4 separate regions of the Mus musculus genome follow, and regions 2, 3 and 4 are each linked to region 1. The links are chromatin contacts, called in public Hi-C and promoter capture Hi-C maps. All regions are on one chromosome and are shown on one strand. Each heading gives the region's core, a stretch centred on a gene start, on an enhancer-like site or on the middle of the called end of the contact. The rest is flanking DNA. Distances are from core to core; before and after follow the strand shown.

Evidence for each region. A called contact is a pair of places that touch in the nucleus more often than the background predicts. Capture Hi-C pulls out chosen DNA fragments and counts their contacts.
Region 2: a contact with region 1 is called in a promoter capture Hi-C map of adipose tissue. The contact joins two enhancer-like sites. A contact is called at or near these places in 2 of 484 Hi-C or Micro-C datasets (B cells and bone marrow-derived macrophages), 5 of 115 datasets of contacts at active chromatin or transcription factors (the NIH/3T3 cell line, bone marrow-derived macrophages, double positive thymocytes and 2 more) and 4 of 9 other capture datasets (adipose tissue, embryonic stem cells, liver and 1 more).
Region 3: a Hi-C map of uterus shows a contact between it and region 1, with 3 times the contacts expected there. The contact joins two enhancer-like sites. A contact is called at or near these places in 4 of 15 datasets of contacts at CTCF or cohesin (the G1E-ER4 cell line, the NIH/3T3 cell line, large pre-B cells and 1 more), 36 of 484 Hi-C or Micro-C datasets (the AtT-20 cell line, B cells, CD4 T cells and 21 more), 6 of 115 datasets of contacts at active chromatin or transcription factors (bone marrow-derived dendritic cells, bone marrow-derived macrophages, cardiomyocytes and 3 more) and 2 of 9 other capture datasets (adipose tissue and embryonic stem cells).
Region 4: a Hi-C map of uterus shows a contact between it and region 1, with 2.7 times the contacts expected there. The contact joins two enhancer-like sites. A contact is called at or near these places in 2 of 484 Hi-C or Micro-C datasets (both in uterus) and 2 of 9 other capture datasets (liver and pancreatic islet).

What each region holds. Positions count from the first base shown.
Region 1 is chr10:39,448,791-39,453,387 of GRCm38.p6, forward strand. All of the region lies in intron 2 of Fyn (Fyn proto-oncogene), which reads left to right. Among named protein-coding and RNA genes, the nearest start is that of Fyn, 81 kb to the left of the region's middle. Within about 2 kb of position 2,456, at least 54 of the 459 cell types and tissues checked have an H3K27ac peak or open chromatin away from gene starts, as enhancers often do. A contact at or near this core is called in adipose tissue, bone marrow-derived macrophages, palatal mesenchyme and 2 more, where this site is marked.
Region 2 is chr10:39,258,669-39,263,217 of GRCm38.p6, forward strand. No RefSeq gene overlaps it. Among named protein-coding and RNA genes, the nearest start is that of Gm31562, 16 kb to the left of the region's middle. Within about 2 kb of position 3,208, at least 59 of the 459 cell types and tissues checked have an H3K27ac peak or open chromatin away from gene starts, as enhancers often do. A contact at or near this core is called in adipose tissue and bone marrow-derived macrophages, where this site is marked.
Region 3 is chr10:39,226,033-39,230,797 of GRCm38.p6, forward strand. No RefSeq gene overlaps it. Among named protein-coding and RNA genes, the nearest start is that of Gm31562, 16 kb to the right of the region's middle. Within about 2 kb of position 1,784, at least 66 of the 459 cell types and tissues checked have an H3K27ac peak or open chromatin away from gene starts, as enhancers often do. A contact at or near this core is called in adipose tissue, palatal mesenchyme and uterus, where this site is marked.
Region 4 is chr10:39,645,256-39,649,517 of GRCm38.p6, forward strand. It overlaps Traf3ip2 (TRAF3 interacting protein 2), which reads left to right. Exons shown (of 9, transcript NM_134000.3): 6 at 453-521; 7 at 1,594-1,710. The region is part of intron 2 of E130307A14Rik (RIKEN cDNA E130307A14 gene); the gene reads right to left. Among named protein-coding and RNA genes, the nearest start is that of Gm16364, 34 kb to the left of the region's middle. Within about 2 kb of position 1,651, at least 72 of the 459 cell types and tissues checked have an H3K27ac peak or open chromatin away from gene starts, as enhancers often do. A contact at or near this core is called in pancreatic islet and uterus, where this site is marked.

The DNA.
Region 1 (4,597 bases), core at 1,206-3,705:
AATAATAAAGATATGAACTTATGTTGGTAATGGTATTGCTGGGACGTTGCTTTGGTGGTGGCAATTGCACCCCCTAGGCTCAGCTACCCATTTGCCTACAGTCCATGCCTCAGTGCCCATGAGCCCCCAATCTAATTTCAGAGCCACAATCTCAGGAATCTACACTTAGCCTCTTAGGAGCCAAGAATGAACTCTTGGCTGGTTCTGGGATGCCTTGCACACAGTGAACCTCTGCCCTGCCCGTGCTTTCCTTGCACACAAGTGAGCCTCTGCAGTGTCTTCCTAGTGCTCAAAATAAAAGGAGCAGCCAGCTTTTGAAGTTTGACTTTGACATTCCCTTAGTCTGTGTTTGGTCAGTACTTCCTTCCTGCTGGCCTAGTACCTCCTATGCTGTTCTCCACTCTGTCTTCCTCATCTTCATCTTCCTCTTCCCCTTCCTCCCCTTCCTCCCCTTCCTCCCCCTCCTCCCTTTGCTGTTTGCTTCTACTCCAGCAAATCATAAAACCACAGCCTTGCTTGAGGCCATATAGCTTTCTGGAGGGAAAGCAGAATTGGCAGGCGGGGCTAGCCCATAGGTCAGTGAGGCCTTCCCAGAGTACCCTGTTAGTCAGCCCCCGACTCCACCCAAAAGGAGGAGGGAAGTCTGCAGTCACTCAGAGTGGGTATGGTTCACTAGCAAACCGTCCTGGCTCTGGCGGTGGGTGAAGCTTTGTTTGTATGGTGCTTGTTCAGTGTGTCAGTGGACCACTCAGAGCTCTCATCTTTGGACCATTTGGCTATAGGTCTTCAGAGAATATTGTGCTGAGGAGGTGGAGTTGGGGCTGAGTTTTAAATCTCTTGTTACTGTGCTCAAAAGATGCCAGCTCTACACATGACAGCAGTAGCCACAGGGGAGTGGAGAAGGCAGGGAAGGGCTCACCACCTCTCTCAGACCTTATTCTTTGCTTGTGTTCAACCTTATAAATAATAGGTACTTGGGTTGGTTTTTTGTTTTGTTTTGTTTTGTTTTTTATTCACTGATTTTGTTTTATCTTGAGACAGGGTCTAGCAATGTGTAGCCCAAGCTGGCATCATCTTGTAATCCTCCTGCCTTAGCCTCCCAGGTTTTGAGATTACAGGTGTGTGTCATCATACCTGGTAGTCATGGACTTTCTAATAGTGTCATTGATTCAACAGTCCGGGATGGACGTGACTCAGTGACCGTGTGGGACAGAGTCTGGTTTCTGGCTGGCAGCTTCGTAACCCCCATTCCTTGTCGGTATTTTTGGAGAGCATTCCACTATATGACAAACTGATCAACCCCTTGCAACGTTCATTGAGACCCAGTCATTTATTCAGCCAGTCAACAAATATTTTTGAGTGCTCACTGCATAGTAGGCTCCCTGGAGAGACTGTTGTGCGTGTGTGCACGAGTGTTGACATAGCAGCCAAAGCGCTGGGTTAGCAGCCTGGCTAAAATGCCCATCTCTGCTGCCCTCTGCTTAGAAGGCCTCTCACAAGCTTCTTAGCCACAGTAAAACATTTCTCACTTTTGAAGTATGGGTCTAGGCTATAAATCCTTCCCAGATGACAGGTTGTAGTTGGGACCTAAGCAGCCTGTGCCCTAAATATTCATATATACAGTAAGGCGGGAGAGAAGCCAGAGACAGGAAGTAGCAGGAGCTCCCGTGAGACACTCTCTTAGTCCCATGCCAGGATCTGCACAAGCACTGGGACACAGCAGTGACCAAGGAGAGGTCCTGCCTTCCAGCTGAAGGTAGCGGATGAGGCGCAAGCCAGAATGGCAGCAGGGCAGCTTGAATTGATGGCACAGGATGCTGCTGGGACTGGGGAAATTGGAAGTAGGGAAGCGGGCAGGGAAGGGAAAGCAGAAAGGGTCTGAGAGGTGGGCAGCTGCGGCAGAAGCTGTGAGGGAGGCAGATAGCAGCGTCTCACTGCCTGACAGAAGACTCGTTCTCAGCAGGCCACCACAACAGACACAGAATCAGGTAAATCCCAGCATAGGCCTCTCCCCAATGGGGCTGACAAGCAAGGAAACACCAGAGTTGTCTGTGGGACACTCCCGACCTCCACAACTATACACAACTCCTACATGGGAATCAAAATGACACTGAAGCCACATGTGGCTCTGTGTAATGGCCAGTCTGCTTGCTTTCCTCAGAAATCTGGGTCTTTACTGAGACCCAGCAACATGTGAAAGGGTATAAATGCCTGCAGAGGATACAGCCCTCAGATCTTTTCCAGACCAGGGAGCCCACCCACCCACCCACCCACCCACCCACCCACCCACCCACCTACCGGATCCCACAAGTAATTGGAGCAGATCCAGAAGCCCCAAGCTCTTCCTTATTTACCCTTCAGTAATTACATACCTTCCCTATTGGAGGCTGGGGCTGAGCAGTTAGTCTCCTATTGTCTTTACAGGAAATGACATCCATGTGACTTCTCAGGAAGGCAACCAGTGGCCACTCTGGTTAAGATAATTTGGGAAGTGCTCAGCATATCCGCTAGCAGATTGAGTCCAGCTGAGTTGGAAGCTTCTGGAAATGCAGACACGAGACGGTCACCGTAACCAGGGCACTGCTGGGTCAGTTCCCTGAACAGAATGAAGCTCTGCAGAGTTGGACTCCTCAGAAAGGGGCGTGACCAGGGCCTTGCCACTCTCTCTCATTTATAACCTTACTCAGGATTGAGAGCTCCTCCACTCACGGAGACCTAAGCAGTGAGGAGTGCATGGGAACTCAGAGGTGCTGGGCTCATCTACACTGAGCTTGCTTCCCTGTGCTCTCCCTAGCTCCAGGACCAGCAGCATGCATCCCCAGGCTACAGCAGCAGAGCTGTGAACGTCCCAGGCATATCACTCACACACACACACACACACACACACACACACACACACACACACAAACACACACACACACACACACACACACACACACACCGGACAAAAGAGATCCTCCCAGAAGAGCAGGAAGCTCCCAGTAAGTAAACTCTTCTGTCTCGTTGGCTTATGTTGACCTGTAAGTTTATTGTTGACTCGGTCACTGGCAAGAGTCTGGGGGTCTCCACCCTGAGTATACACAGAGTATTCACAGCAGTCACCTGGGAAAGCTTGGTTTGACAACTCCTGTGAAAGGTCCTGTCAGTGGGCTAGTGTCCTGCAAAGCCCTAAACCATCCTGATGGCTCCCCTTCAGGGACTGTTGCCCTGCTCTTAAGGCACGGTGGCTGGGGAAGTGTATGCGAGGGCTCCCTTAGGAAGAAGAAATTGAGCATAACCCTGCATTGATGAGAACCATCCCTGTTCATAGTGTGTTCAGATGTCATGCACAGCCTTGGTGTTCCCTAGAAACAGAGAGTACAAAGGGGGCTATGCACTGTTGTGTGGGAGTGCCCACAAAATCAGCATTACTCCTTCACGACTGCACAAAGATGCAGAAGACAAACCACTCTTTGTTATGCGTTAGTTGTTTCTACTGGTAACTAAAAGCATATATCCAAATCCTAATGAGATGGCGATAAATGTGCTGTAGTATAAAAGAGTTATGTGCTAGGTCCAGCGCTCGTTCCTACAGTAGATAAATAGCTCAGCCTTGGGAGTTACTGGAGAGGAAGAACACACTGCCACATGGCCTGAGAGTCACTTGACATGATGTTAGATGTGGAAAATGCTGCCAGTGGTAAATTTCTGCCCAAACAGTTGGTCACTGTGCCCTGGTTACTGATGCTCATTGGAGGAAATCATTAGGCTTTCTTCACTTTGAAAAGGGATAGCTATCCTGTTTTTTGTTTGCTTTTGGCAAAAGATACCCGGTCACCCCTTGACAAAGCTGCTTGGATAAAAAGGATATGGACAAACCCTGTCTACCATGACCCTGATTCATCATAGATGCCGCAGAGCTTGGAATAAAAGATGTAGCCAGATACTAAGTTGACCTACCTGAAGTTGTCACCTCTGGTTTCATATGCAGAGACATCACTCCTGGGGCTAGTTCTTCAGTCGACCTGCCGCAGCACCACAGGGTCAGGTCTGCTTGATTGACAGGAAGTTGGATCTTGGTCTAGTTTCCAAGTGCTGCTAACTGGCCTGGCCAACATGGTTCACCATTCTATACTATGCACGACCCTGGGAGATGGAGAGATTCCTGGCTGCTCTGGACCAGCTAAGGGAGGTTGCTGGACTTGATGCTCTAGAGACGCAGGGGCCATACTTATCACGTATGCCCATGTAGGCATCCAGGGTGTTACTTGTCAGTAAATACTTGAACAGCTGGCCTGTTCCCAGAGCCCTGTCAGTCATCAGCACACATGAAGATCCACTCTCTAAAAAGAAGAGAACATTTTGTTGCCTAACTTCGGTCATTTATAATCTAAATATAGAATGTTGAGATGTCCATCTACACTTTTAGGACCTCATATGCTGCCAAAGAGATGAGCTAATATTAATATTAGCCAAGCTTGTACAATCAGTGTACTTAATCACTGATTGATTCAGATAGTATTGATGACTGCTTCCCTTACTGTGCCGGTGATAGGGGAGGGTATTAGTAAACCAGGAATAAAGAGGTAGAAATAATGTGACTCTCCCAAACTAGGAA
Region 2 (4,549 bases), core at 1,958-4,457, 190 kb before region 1:
AGAGAAAGTAACCAAGGAGCTAAAGGTGTCTGCAACCCTATAGGAGGAACAACAATATGAACTAAACAGTACCCCCCAGAGCTTGTGTCTCTAGTTGCATATGTAGCAGAGGATGGCCTAGTCGGCCATCAATGGGATGAGAGGCCCTTGGTCTTGCGAAGATTATATGCCCCAGTACAGGGGAATGCCAGGGCCAGGAAGTGGGAGTGGGTGTGTTGGGGAGCAGGGAAGGGGGAGGGTATAGGGGACTTTCGGGATAGCATTTGAAATATAAATGAAGAAAATATCTAATAAAAAAAGCAAAAAACGAATTCATGGACTAATAAAAATCTAAGATCAAGAAAAAAAAAAAAGCCAACCTCTAAAAATCCAAAATCTCTTTTAAAATTTCAAGGTCCTTCAGTTGAGGGCTTCTGTAAAAGTCAAAATTAAATTAAATACCTTCTTCAAGAGGGAAGAACCAGGACACAGTCACAGTCTAAACCAAGCAAAACCATATTCCGGCAGTGTAAGTAACTGAATGTCCAATGTTTGGGATCCACACATGATTATCTGGGCTCTGCCAGATGGCTTGGGTCACTTCTCCAGCTCTGCCCTCTATGCCATACACAGTTTGTCTTCTAGGCTTTGGCAGGAGCACTTGTCCCTCTGGAACCAAAACTTCCTGGCCAAAAGAACTTAGGGCTATGGGAACAGGAAGCAGAAACTTTCCTAGAGGGTCACCAGGGTGACAGTGAGTGGAACTATTCCCTTCTCCCCCTCACCCCGCTCCCGCCACCCCCAGATCCCTGGACCTGTGGATTCTGGCTATGGGAGAAACTGTACCATATATCAGACGCTGATTCAAAGCATATTCTGCCTTCTGAAGAACTCTGCCTCAGCCCTCCATGCTGCTGCCACCTAATTGACGCTGTAACTGTATCTTCAAAAGGCCATTCCATCTTTCTATCAGGTCAGCAGCTTCAGGATGATGGGGACATGGTAAGACCAGTGAAGTCCATGATCATGGGCCCACTGTTGGACTTCTCTGGTGTGAAATGAGCTCCTTGGTCAGAAGCAATACTGTGTGGAATACCATGATGGTGCATAAGGCATTCTGTGAGTCCGTGGATGGTGGTTTTGGCAGAAGCATTACGTGCAGAAAAGGCAAATCCATAATCAGAATAAGTATCTACTCCAGCAAGAACAAAACATTGTCCTTTCCACAGAGGAAGTGGTCCAGGATGCTGCGTAGTCAACCTGGGGAGTGGTGCCACTGGTAGCCAGGTCAGCCTTGGTGTATGGAAGTCTGTGTTGTTGAGCCCTTACATAAACCTCCATCTCTGCCCCCATGGCCACTTTGTCCACATGCCCATTGAGCAATAACCAGGATGGCTGGGGAAAGAGGCTGACTGTCCACAGAACAGGTCGTCCTATCTACCTGATTATTGAACTCCTCTGCTGAAGTCACCATTTGATGAGCAGCTGGGCGTGGCACTGCGAGACACTAGGATTGGCCATTTGTGAGGTTGCAGTCTCAATGGCCATTGAAGGCCCAAGATTAAAGGAATCACGAAAAGAAGTTGAGGCTTGGCACCAGGAAGAGAGCCTATGGCAGGCTATTGGTGAAAGTGCAGCCCAGTTGCAGCAAGGGACCCACCCCTGCAGTTGTGGAGATGCTCATACAAGCCTATCCATCTCATCCTTCGAAAGCTGAAGTGCTGCTGTTATGTTGCACTTGTATTCGCCTTGTCTGTCTAGCTAGTGGAAAAACTAGACTTGTGGCATACATTTTCTCATCAATGGAAGTTAATAGGTGAAGGGCCAAACACTTCAGTTGTCAATCAAGCATCCCAAGGACTAAGAATGTACAAAAGGGGAGCTATTAGTCCCAGGGGGCCTGGAAGGTTTCACACTGAGCTCCTCATAAAAAAAAAAAACACATAACAATGACTGCATCCACCTAATTATGCCTCTGTGTCTATTGTGCTTCTTGTCTGTCACGCAGGATGCTTGCTCAAAGCCTAGACTTCTAACAAATGCGTGGCTAGGTGAATGAGTATGTTGTCCAGTATTCCATTACTACCTACTCACATGAGAGTTACGCTTATCCTAGTGTGAGTGCATCCGAGGAAATAAGGCCATTTGGAAAGATGAGGAGGACAGACTTAAAACAAGAGAGCACAGATTGTCAGCATGCATGTGCACACACTGGAACATGGATCCAGCATGTGTGTGCACACACTGGAGCTTGGATCCAACATGCATGTGCACACACTGGAACATGGATCCAGCATGCGTGTGCACACACTGGAGCATGGACTCAGCATGTGTACGCACATACTCATGCCTGTGCAGATTAGCACAGCAGGCATCTGCAGGACTGAAGATTGCAGTAAGATAACCCTGAATCCTGAGAGGATCTGAGAAAACAAACACAATTTATACCTAGTGGCACCAAGGAGGTTTGGCTTAATCTATTGAGATAAATAAAACTGTAATAAAAAATTTCTAGAGCACAAGAAATTTTGACCTTAACTTCTGTCATTTCTTCTACTCAGTTTCCGTCTTGTTTCCTATATTGTTCCACAGGCTCCTTATACTGCTTAGTGATTTCATTGCTATGGAAACAAGAAGGACTATATAAAGCTCAAGCATGATGTCAAATTAGGAAGTGATCAGAATTTGTCCCGTGGCTTCCAAAGAATACAAGGAGAAATGACCACATCCCAATGTCGCAATGTGCTTAGATAAACACAGATCTTGAATGCATCTTCTTCTGCATTTGGTCAACATGGGGACAGGCTTGTGTGATTAATGAATTAATACTTCACAGATACCACTCTGAATGAAAATAAAGCTTGCTTGAAAAATTCCAGGCTTATAAAATCATAGTTATCAAGAATTACAGCCAGTAGAGTATCCCTCTCACCATTTCTGCCTTGTTGGTGCAGGACACACATCCTAGCTTCCTAGACCTGCTTCAGCACTGCACAAATGTCTCAGGGCAGCAGTCCTTTTAGGCAACTACTTCAATGGAGGTAAAGCCATAGAGGACTCTTCCTCTTTGTGTTTTCCCCTAGCCTTTGTATCCCTGGCTTCCCCACTGGAGATCTTGTTCTCATTTCCAAAGCCAAGTTTTTCCTTCAGAATAACACATATGTTCCTGATGTCATCGCTTGGCCTTGGGTCTGTATATGATTCAGCGGTAGTGGAATTCACTTTAATACTCTGAAATCACTTATTACACTGATCACCAGGGAGAGGGGGTGACAGGAGGCCTGGGAATGCACCAGAACACTGCCTGCCGAGGCTGTTGATTTGTGGAAAAGCTACCAATGTGTGAGAACCCTTAGGCAGAAAAAAGTGAACATGACAGAATAGAGGGATGGGGGCCAGCTGCTCTGCTCACTGCCTCCAGCTCTGCCCCCTGAGCTCTCTCCCGCCCCCCAAATCATCCTCAAGTGCATCATCACAGCGCTAGGGAACATTCCTGTTGGGTAATGAGAAAGCATAATTATATGCTTCAGAGCTGTTGAGGTTTTCTCCTATTTTCAAAACAATGAATATCTTGTGGAAAGATAACACAATTAGTGAATAAGCTGGAGCCTTTTCCCCAGAGCATACAGACAGTGGTTTGGAGGGGAACCCAGAAGACAGCTCTATTAATGATTTTTATTCCTTGGACAATCTAGCCATGTTGTTCTGAGGTACCCCAAGAAACAAGCTTCTGAAAACAAAATCTCTCTCTCTCTCTCTCTCATAAACACACACACACACACACACACACACACACACAGAGAGAGAGAGAGAGAGAGAGAGAGAGAGAGAATTGTGTATAAGTCCACAGGACCCACAGTACACAAAGCTCGAAATTGACTTTTACCCTTCCCACTCCTCTCTTTCTATTTCTCCCCTCCACTGTGACTGAAGACAGTGTGGGTAAAGTTTTATGAGCCTTCGTGGATTCCCTGGTGGCCGCCATGGACGTCAAATTGAAAGACTGAGCAGCACCGTGGTTCCAGCGGCAGAGGGTCTTTCCTGTGATTATCATACCAACATTCCTTACAGTCCAGAGGAAAGTCACAGACAGCAGTTGCTGCTGCAGCTAAAGAAAACAGCATCCAGCATTTCAAAAATGCAGATCCTTTCAACATTTCTGTCTGCACAGAGCTGGCATCTGATCCCACAGGTAAAGAGAGCAAAGCCGAATGGGAGTCATAGGCTGCGGAGCTCAGTCTTGGTTCAAACTGACTCTGAACCCAGATTATTCTCTTTCTGCTGTCTCAGGCCATCCTCCTCTCCTTCCCCACTGGAAGGCAAAGTTGCTTCTAAACTAGCATGTAAGTGAGTCTGGAGGAATGGCTCAGCAATTAAGAGAACTTACAACTATGGGAGATAACTCAAGTTTGGTTTCTAGCACCCATCATGTCAGGCAGCCCACAATAGCAGGTAACTCCAGTTTCAATAGATCCAACACCCTCTCCTAGAAATGTGGGGTACCTGCACATGCACATACCATCACACACACACACACCTAAATATAAGAATAATAAAAATAGATGGTTAA
Region 3 (4,765 bases), core at 534-3,033, 220 kb before region 1:
CTCAAAGGAAACGCTCTCCACTATTAACAAATAGTTTCCCTAGGCTAAAATATGGCTGTCCAGCAAGGATGCTACTCAGATGGTATATAAGGGTTCTCTAGAGGAACAAAGCTTATAGAACAAATATATATTTATTATTTTTATATTATATATAAGGGAGATTTATTAGAATGGTTTACAGCCTGTGGTCCAGCTAGTCCAACAATGGCCATCTTACACTGATATGTAAGGTCCAAGATTTAGTAGTTGTCCAGTCCATGAGGCTTGGATGTCTCAGCTGGTCTTTAGTATACGCCAGAATCCTGAAGAAGTATGCTGTAATGCCAGGGAAGGAATGGACTTGCCAGAGAGTGTGAAAGCATGTAAGCAAACAGAGCAAGCTTTCTTCTTCCATGTCCTTTGTATAGACTACCAGCAGAAGCTGTGGTCCTGAGTAAAGTACATCTTCTCACCCCAAAGATCTGCATCAGAAAAGGGTCTTCTAACAAACAAGTCTCTCACAGGTGTGCCCAGTCATTTAAGTTTTAATTAATTCCAGATGCAGTCAAGTTGACAACCAAAATCTGCCATCACAGTTGTTAACAAAAATAAATTACAACCAAATGTCCTTGCCAAATTTCTAGGCATGAGCCAGTTTGTCGACATGGAAACTTGACTGAAAGAGAAGCTGAGTCCTTAAGAGAAAGCACATGTGACATTGTAGAAAGTGCACACCGTCACTGGGGCAAAGGTGGCTACCCAGTCACAGCTGCCAGTCTTTGAACTAACTGCATCATCAAAGCATCATCATTAGCCTCTTGTTAGAGCAAGGGAACAAGAACTGCAGCTAATAATGAAGGTGATCTGTGTTATACCAGTGTCACTCAGAGGGGAGCCATTGAATCAATGGATATTAAATTGACTTCAGATGTAAACTAGGCACCTATAGGTGCAAACTGGCTTCTTGGGCAGTAGCCATGGGCATAGAGAAGCCCCCGAAACTGTACCTCATACTTAAGTCCAAGGCCAAGGGTACTAAGACAGGAAACAAACTCAGTGGAGATTTAGGAGCTTTCTCATCATAATCAGCTGTAGGTGGTCAGTGTGGTCCAGGAAGAGCTAAGGCATCCATCTGCCTCAAAGTAAAAGACGCATTATTGCACCCTGTACATCCCACTCACAAGGAAAGCTTGCAGTGTCTTGTTCCAATGACTCCTACCCAAGGCACACTCAAATTTCTCACCACTCACGGAGTGAGGAGTCAGCAGGTAGTGGGCATTAACAATATTCCTGAGAGCCACTAACACTGAGAAACAACTGAAAATAATTTAAGTTTAATACACTACCTAACCCAAATTCCTCCCTAACTCATCTTCCCACAGCAGGCTCCCCTCAAAGCTCCAGAATCCTTTAACACAAGAGGAAACTAGAGTACAAAAAAAATAATATTTTTATTCTATTCAAATGAACACATCACTAAGGTCTCTCCTAGATCCTGGGGGGAAGGGTCTGTACAAGTGAGAGGCTCATTAAGTAAGGGCCATTAGCTTCTAGAGCGATTGGCCCATGGCTGGGAGCCCAGAGAATGAACTTGGAGGGGCACTGGAGGAGCGAGCTGGGCAGGAAAGCCTGCGCGTTAATGCTCTCCAACCAGACCTCTTTTCCTCCCCTCTATAAATATTTTCACCCTGTGACAGTCGCCAAGGGCTTTTGTTTGTCTGTTTTTATCAAACCAGGTTCCACCAAATACTCTTGTAATGAAGAACAGCTGGTGAAGTGCTGGCGCTGAGCCGGGCCAGCTCTTCATTGTCATTCACAAAGATAGAAACTGAGAGCTGACTCCTGAACAGCCGCGCTGGGTGGGGATTGGAACTCTCTGGACATCCTCGACCCTGTCTATGAGCCAGCGGGAGCGTGCGTGCCCCTTCATTTTTCTCCATCTGCGGATCGATGCTCTTTACTAAGCAGAGATGCTGGGTGAACGGCATTATTGAACTGCAAAAAAATGTTAGTATTATTGCTTTTCCTCTTTGATCTCGAGGGGCAAGATAAATTTATGATATCTTAATTGTTTCCATGGCAGCAAATCATATTGTCCCAAACAGAGAACTGGATGACTTCATGGCTGGATTGAGAAAAAGGAGAAATCAGATTGGGAGTGAGAATTCTGCTCAAGCATAAATATCTTCAACGGCAGCGGAGGGAATAGAGTAAATTGCAGTCAGGCAAAATTGCTTTTGGTTTAACTGTTCTCGCAAGTTCACCCCGTGAAAAGCCCCTTCTCCAGGCTTGTAATTTGTGTAATGATGCCTCCTTGCCTAGATGCACAGAAGGCTAATGGGGAGACTCCTCAGGCTTGGGAATGTCTCAGCAATGCTAATTCCAATTGTTTTGCAGCAATATCTGCATATCTGCTGTAAGCTGTTTTGTTTTCCAAACACATGACTCTGTGTGTGTGTTTGTGTGTGTCTTTATTTCCTAAAAGGGTTTTATCTCCCCCACCTTTTTTTTTTTTTAATCAACCAACTTCCAGACAAAAATTATTCTTTTATCATCTGAGGAAAAAAAAAATCTGTCAAGAACTGTCTCTCTGCCACTGGAGTATCTACTTAGCCTTATTAGGTCGCTTTTGACTTCATTCTCACAGTTCCAGACTGTAGTATTAGTTCTTGTCTATTGTCTGAGCAACAGCAAACTTCTTTTCTAATTTTGAGCCCCTTAAAATTTATCTCAGTTCAGCCACATACAACAGTGACTTAGGATTTTCAAGCCCTCTTTCCTCTCTACCACGCCACCTCCACCCCCACCCCTGTCCCAGTCTTTATATGCAAACATTTCCAGAGCCTTGTACCAGTGACAATCTTCTTCTTCTTCTTCTTCTTCTTCTTCTTCTTCTTCTTCTTCTTCTTCTTCTTCTTCTTCTTCTTCTTCTTCTTCTTCTTCTCCTCCTCCTCCTCCTCCTCCTCCTCCTCCTCCTCCTCCTCCTCCTTCTTCTTCTCTCTCTCTCCCCCTTCTCCCTCCCTCTCTCTCTTGTGGTTTTTTTTTTAAGATTTATTTCATTTATATGAGTACACTGTAGCTGCCTTCAGACACACCAGAACTTGTTTGTACTCTGTACGACTCCACTAGAAATTGCATAGTGATAGTCGGCTATGTCAACTCTAGTAGATTATACCACTGCTATTTACTTGGATACTAATCTAAGTGTTTCTTTGAAGGTTAATGTGTAGACCTGTTAAACTTGGGAAGGGAGAAAGGCCATTGAAGGTGAAGGCTTACAACAATAATTTTGGGCGGAGTTCATCCGGTCAGACCCCGCCTGGGTTTCCAGCTTGCTATCTGCCCAACAGATTTGCACTGTTAGGTTCCTATCATTAAAATAACCACAACAACTGTTTCATTAAAATAATTCCTCTCCCCCTTGCCCCCCCCCATGTGTGTACACAAAATAGACAGAATCCTGTGCCCTTAGTGGGGGTGGAATGACGTGGTTCTTGTCCCTAGGACAGGGCCAACAAGGCATGGGCCTCCATGAGTGTCAATGGCTGTGGTGGGCATAAGGCTTGCTCTTATAATAATGTACATATTTTCTTGTTCCTCCCTCCAGGCATGTCCTCCCTGCTAATGTTAGTGACTCCATGCACAGCAGATGTCCAGGAGTGCTGTGTGGCTATGGCTCAGCAAAATGGCAAACACTAGGACTTTCTGGACAGTCCTGCAAGCCATGGAAAAGAACTCTAAAACCATGAATTTAAAAATATATACTTTCTCAACTATGCAAAATATAAGGATGCAATATGAATTAAATGAGGGGTTTCGAGAATCTAAAGGAACAAAACAGCTGTGCTTCGAGTCAACTCATCAGAAAGATACTAAGGAAGGAGATAAAAAGATTTAGGGAGTGGTAATGGCAGGAGACCCTACCCAGCTAAATTTTTTATGTTTACAAAGGCAGACAGATTCCTGAGTTTGAGGTCAGACTGGGACAGAGAGATCCAGGCCCAGGCATGGTAGAAATGGTTAATTTCAATTCGAGGTCCCACCTAGCTAGCTTATTGTCTGTACTTCACAATGACAGTCAGATCTCTGAATCCTTTTGTAATAGGAAGAAGAAAAAAAAGTGAGTTTGCTGTCCCCTAAAAATCAAGGGGCTGGGGTCACAGGATGCTGATTCATGGGAAAATCAAATGGGAACCTGGGGTAATGACTGAATTGATATGTAAATAAAACGCTGGGCAGTGATCTGCAAGAGATGAGCTATCCAGAGAATTTTTTAGTATAAAAAGAGAGAACTGCCTGGAGAATTGCCAAGCAGAACATAGAAAGAGAGAGCTGCCTGGAGATCTCCGGAGAGAGCAGAACCTACAGAAAGCTGTCTGGAAAGCTATCTCTAACAGAACGTAGGTTGTCAGATTGAACCCATGAACTTGTAGTCATTGCGTTCACTGCTCCCAGACACTCCTCCCTCAGAACCCCTCTCCAGTTGAGGCTGGTCCTTAGCAATCCTGAAAATAACAAAACAATGGACTTGTTTGGCGGACTGTAGGAGCTGAGAGAAGAAAAGAGAGAGGATCCCAGGGTTATGAAACAAGGACTTCTATCAGAAAATAATATTAAGAGTATGATGAAGGAAGGAGATAAGGTCCTATGAACCCAGCATTCTCTTCCACCTTTCCTAGGTCTTAGCACATCGGGCAGTGCCAGGGACTCCTTCTCGAACCACCATGGTTGTCTTCTCTGACATTGTTTTCTTCCTCACTTCCTGAGGCACCTCCTCCATACCCTC
Region 4 (4,262 bases), core at 401-2,900, 200 kb after region 1:
CAATCCTGTAGAGATGTATAATTGACATAATCCTATCATCATGACCCAACACCACAGTTGTATCTCAGCATTTGTACACAAAATATTCACTAAAGTCACAGAATCTGCCTTTAAATGTTTCAAGTTGCAGATACATAACTGTACTATTTTTAACTTTGTGATATACTGTGTCTTTTAGATTTCTGAACATATAATTACTGTGTAGCTGCAGACACATTTTGAAATGAAACACTATATTCTAGCTATGGATATTATATACTTAAATATCTATGAACACTGAAGTGAGCATATTTCACGAACCTCTTTGCTTCTCTGTTTGGTCTCACGTGTTCCTCCTTATTGAGAGCACTACTTTTAGGGTTGCACATGTATGTAGGATCTTGTGTTTTCTTGAGGTCTGCACTCGGAGAAAGCTCTCATTAAGAGCTCTTTTGCGCATCCTTTTCTTGTAGATTGACATATTTGAGGATAGAATCCGGGGTATTGATATCATTAAATGGATGGAGCGCTATCTTCGAGATGTAAGTATGTTCCAAAAATCTGAGGATGTGTGCTGGTGAGAAAAACAATTAGCTTGTGAAGATATTTCATAGTAGAAACACTGATACTCTCCCCAAGTCTGAGTCTGAGGAAGCCTGGACAAAGCCTCTCTTGTTAGAAGCTATGCAAAAACTTGGAAAGGAAGGATGGGGTCACCCTCCTGGACATGCAGAGGCAGGAAATAATGGTCAAACCAGACACAGGTGGTTGATAACAATCAGCACAAACAATTTCTAGAGCAGAATAGGAAAGGAGGAAATGATAGCGGGGGGTGGGAGGGTGCAGCAGAACCCAGCTGAATTGGAGGCCATTCCAAGCATTTTGTAGGACTGGGCTTGAGAGGTTTCTGGGCAGCTTTGAAAGCTAAGCAGCATGCTACCCCAGGGCACCCACTTGCAGCCCTGTGATTCGTTTTCCACAGACAGAATCTATACTAGCCACTGGGACACTCTGTGCTTTAACAAGATAGAAATTGATTGCTGCCAGCATGTCTGTGTCTGGGTACTTCTTTGGGCAGGAGTGGGTGGGGTGGGAGTCTCAGCAGGCTGGGTTTTGCTGCCTTCCTTTTGCCTGCAGCCCGGCGTTTGCTGTGTGTTGAAGGGTCTGCTCCTACTGACTGTGCTGATGTGCACAGGTGAAGCAGGGCAGTGGAGGTGCATGGTGACTGACAGCTCACATCAGGCTGCAGGGAAGAAGGGTGCTTTTCCGTGCAGTGGTGATGTCTTTCTGCCTCCATGCAGAGTCAGTGATTTCAGATTTCATCAGATGTTTATTAGAGAAGGTTGTGGACGGCAGGAGAATTCCTCTCAGAACCATTTGTTCTGCATGTTTGTGGGTGCTGGGCGCAGAGGCAGTGGGGAGGGGTAGAGGTGACAGCAGGCCTGTGGGGGTTGGGCGGCGCTGATGCCTTTTGCTTTCACAGAGGGACTGGTCGTGTACTGGCCAGCAGGTCAGGGACCGCGTATGGTCCTGCTGGCCAGTTTCCAGCTGGCCTTCACCAAACGAACCATGCTTCCTGCTTCCATAAACATGCTTTCCTCCTTCTCATTACAGAAGACAGTGATGATAATCGTAGCAATCAGCCCCAAATACAAACAGGATGTGGAAGGCGCTGAGTCGCAGCTGGACGAGGACGAGCATGGCTTACATACTAAGTACATTCATCGGATGGTGAGTGAGGGACCACAGCGCCTGGCTCTTCCTCTGGGGCAGGCACCCTCTCTAGGGGGGTTGTTTCTTCATTCAAGGTACTGGGATGTTTGGGGATGCCACAGTTATTTCTATGGCTCAGGATATTTTGAACCTTGAGACCTATGAAGCAGCATCACTCCTCCACCCAGTACTCAAACTGGTCCTGCCAGTAACTTAGAGGTATCAGTCAAAGTTCTAGGAAGTAGAGCTTTGTTTGCTTGGCTATTTACCAACAAGTGTGAAGTTTTAGGAGGCTAGAGTGGTGGAGTGGGCTGGGCATTGTAGCTGTTACATTCTGTTCCTCCCTTTTTCAGAGAGGCAAGTGAAAATTGGGAAGGACACTTCTGTCATGCCAAAAAAGCATGTGTCACATTAGCCTCCTAAGCACAGGCTATGTGGCCATGGCCCAAGTTCTTAAATCCTGCCCTTCTGCAACCCTGTTCACAAAATGGATCATCACTATACACGGTGCTGTGAAGATAAGTGAAGTGATATTCAAAGCATTTGGCACAAGAAAACACTTAACCAAAGAGATATTTGTTCTTTTGTGATAGGTGGGGAACATTCTACTCCCTAACCTGTGCCGTGGGGCTTGGTTACACTTAAACCATGGGAGAATTTAGAAGGAATCAAACTTGCTCAACAACTTGGAGGAAATATTACCCAGCTTCAGAGCTAGCTGTTTTATGGACTGCTTGCCATCTTGTCCTTTGTAGATTTAGAGATACGTTAGAGACCATTTCTATTTAACTAGGAAGCCAGACTAGACCTGTGACTTTCACACTGTCCTGTGGGAACTGTGTGTCTGAAGGCAAGAGTGGCCCTGGTTTCTCTGGCTTGTTTTTTACCAAGGATTCTGACATTAGAGAAAGAGCAGGGAAGTCACTGGACTTGAACTCACAACCCAGTTTCAGTCTCATCCTGCACGGAGATCGGGGATCATCACACCTCACTGCAAGGACTAAGTAAGCAGCATAGGGCAGGACACAGTCAGTAGCCTCAGGCCACCTTTTCCCCAGGGGAAAGAAAAGTTGACCACCATCCACCCTGTGGGTAGAGGGCAGGGAAGGTGTGTAAGCAGCACCCTTATCATCTGAGTCTTTAGGATCTCTGTCAGTGTGAACCACTTGTTTGAGTTTACAACCCAAAGTGGAAGCTAAGGTAAGGTGGTAAAATTCAAGGGTCTGGCTAAGGGTCAGGAGCTAAGTCTGCCTCATATCCAGTCTTACCCAGTGCCAGCCTGTGGAGTCTGAAAAATAGTATTCTTAGAAATAAACTGATCCATGAAGGTCATGACTGACTGGATATTTCTATCCCTTAGCTGTCTGTATCATGTCTGCACATTCCCAGAATACTGACATTCTGTCTACATCTCTAAGAACCTGCCAGTCCCAGGAACCAGCAGTTGGTACTTGGGAAGGACTCCAGGTCCCTACCAGTTCCTGGACAAACCTGTTTAGTTGTGCTAGTATATTGAAAAGCCAGCCAGTAATACACACAGTTCAACCCAATGACTGTGCCAGCTATAGCCATGTGGTCTCCAAATTTGGTTTCTTGGCCCTAATGTCTTTGGCTTCTCCTCGTCACAGAAGGGACTGGATGCGCCATCAGTATCTCCCCATTGATAGGCCGACTTCCTTGCCTCCTCTAGGCATCTGAGTAGTTACTACACAAATCAAATGATGCCATTAGAAAGCCAGTCTCTGAAAGAAATTATGAGAGACAACAAAAGTATACTGCTGAGGGCTTGTCTTTGACAGAGCAGGAGCCTAGTGGACAGACCAAGTAGCCCACACTGCCCTTGAAGCTGGAATGAACCCTCCCTCTACTGTAACTCAGCCCCTGACTGCAGGCGCTTTCTTCGAGATGGCATGGCTGGTACTTGAACTGAGTATGTGGTGTATGCTTTTGGTGTTGTCTTCTGTTTGGAAGGGAGCTGGCTCTGAGAAGACCCGGGTGGCAGATCCGCACTGTGAGAGTGAGGTTGTCGGCGCCTCCACATTCACTTCTCAGTTTTATTTTCATGCACAACAAAAGGTTCTGCTCTGAAAATCAATCGGAGGATGACACTGTTCAGGGTACATAATGCCTTGCTCTTATCTTTGGCATCAGATGGCTAAAAGCTCTGTGCTGGCCTTGGGAATCTGGAAAACTTTAACTCTCTCAGTATTGAAAAATTCTGATTTTGTTTGAGTTCTTGTAGGTAAATCCTCTTGGGTGAGCAGAGTCTGACTGATCTGGTGAGGGAACCTCAGGCCTGACAGAGTGGGCTCCTCATGGTTAACCTCCTAGCCTCCTCTGTCAGGCCTACTGTGCCCCAGAAGTGAATTGCTAGATGGCTGCAGTCAGAACAACACACCTCCTCCAGGCTTGCGTGCCCTCTGCCCTCGCTTTCCCCCACCTTTGTCTACCCGACCAGAACCTTCTTCATGCCCAGGGATCCCTCTCCTGTTACTGTCCTCCAGGCTCCCAGAAGCAGAACAGATAGCCCCTGAGCATCACACTCTTCTGCTGTCTGTCCTCTGGTTAGC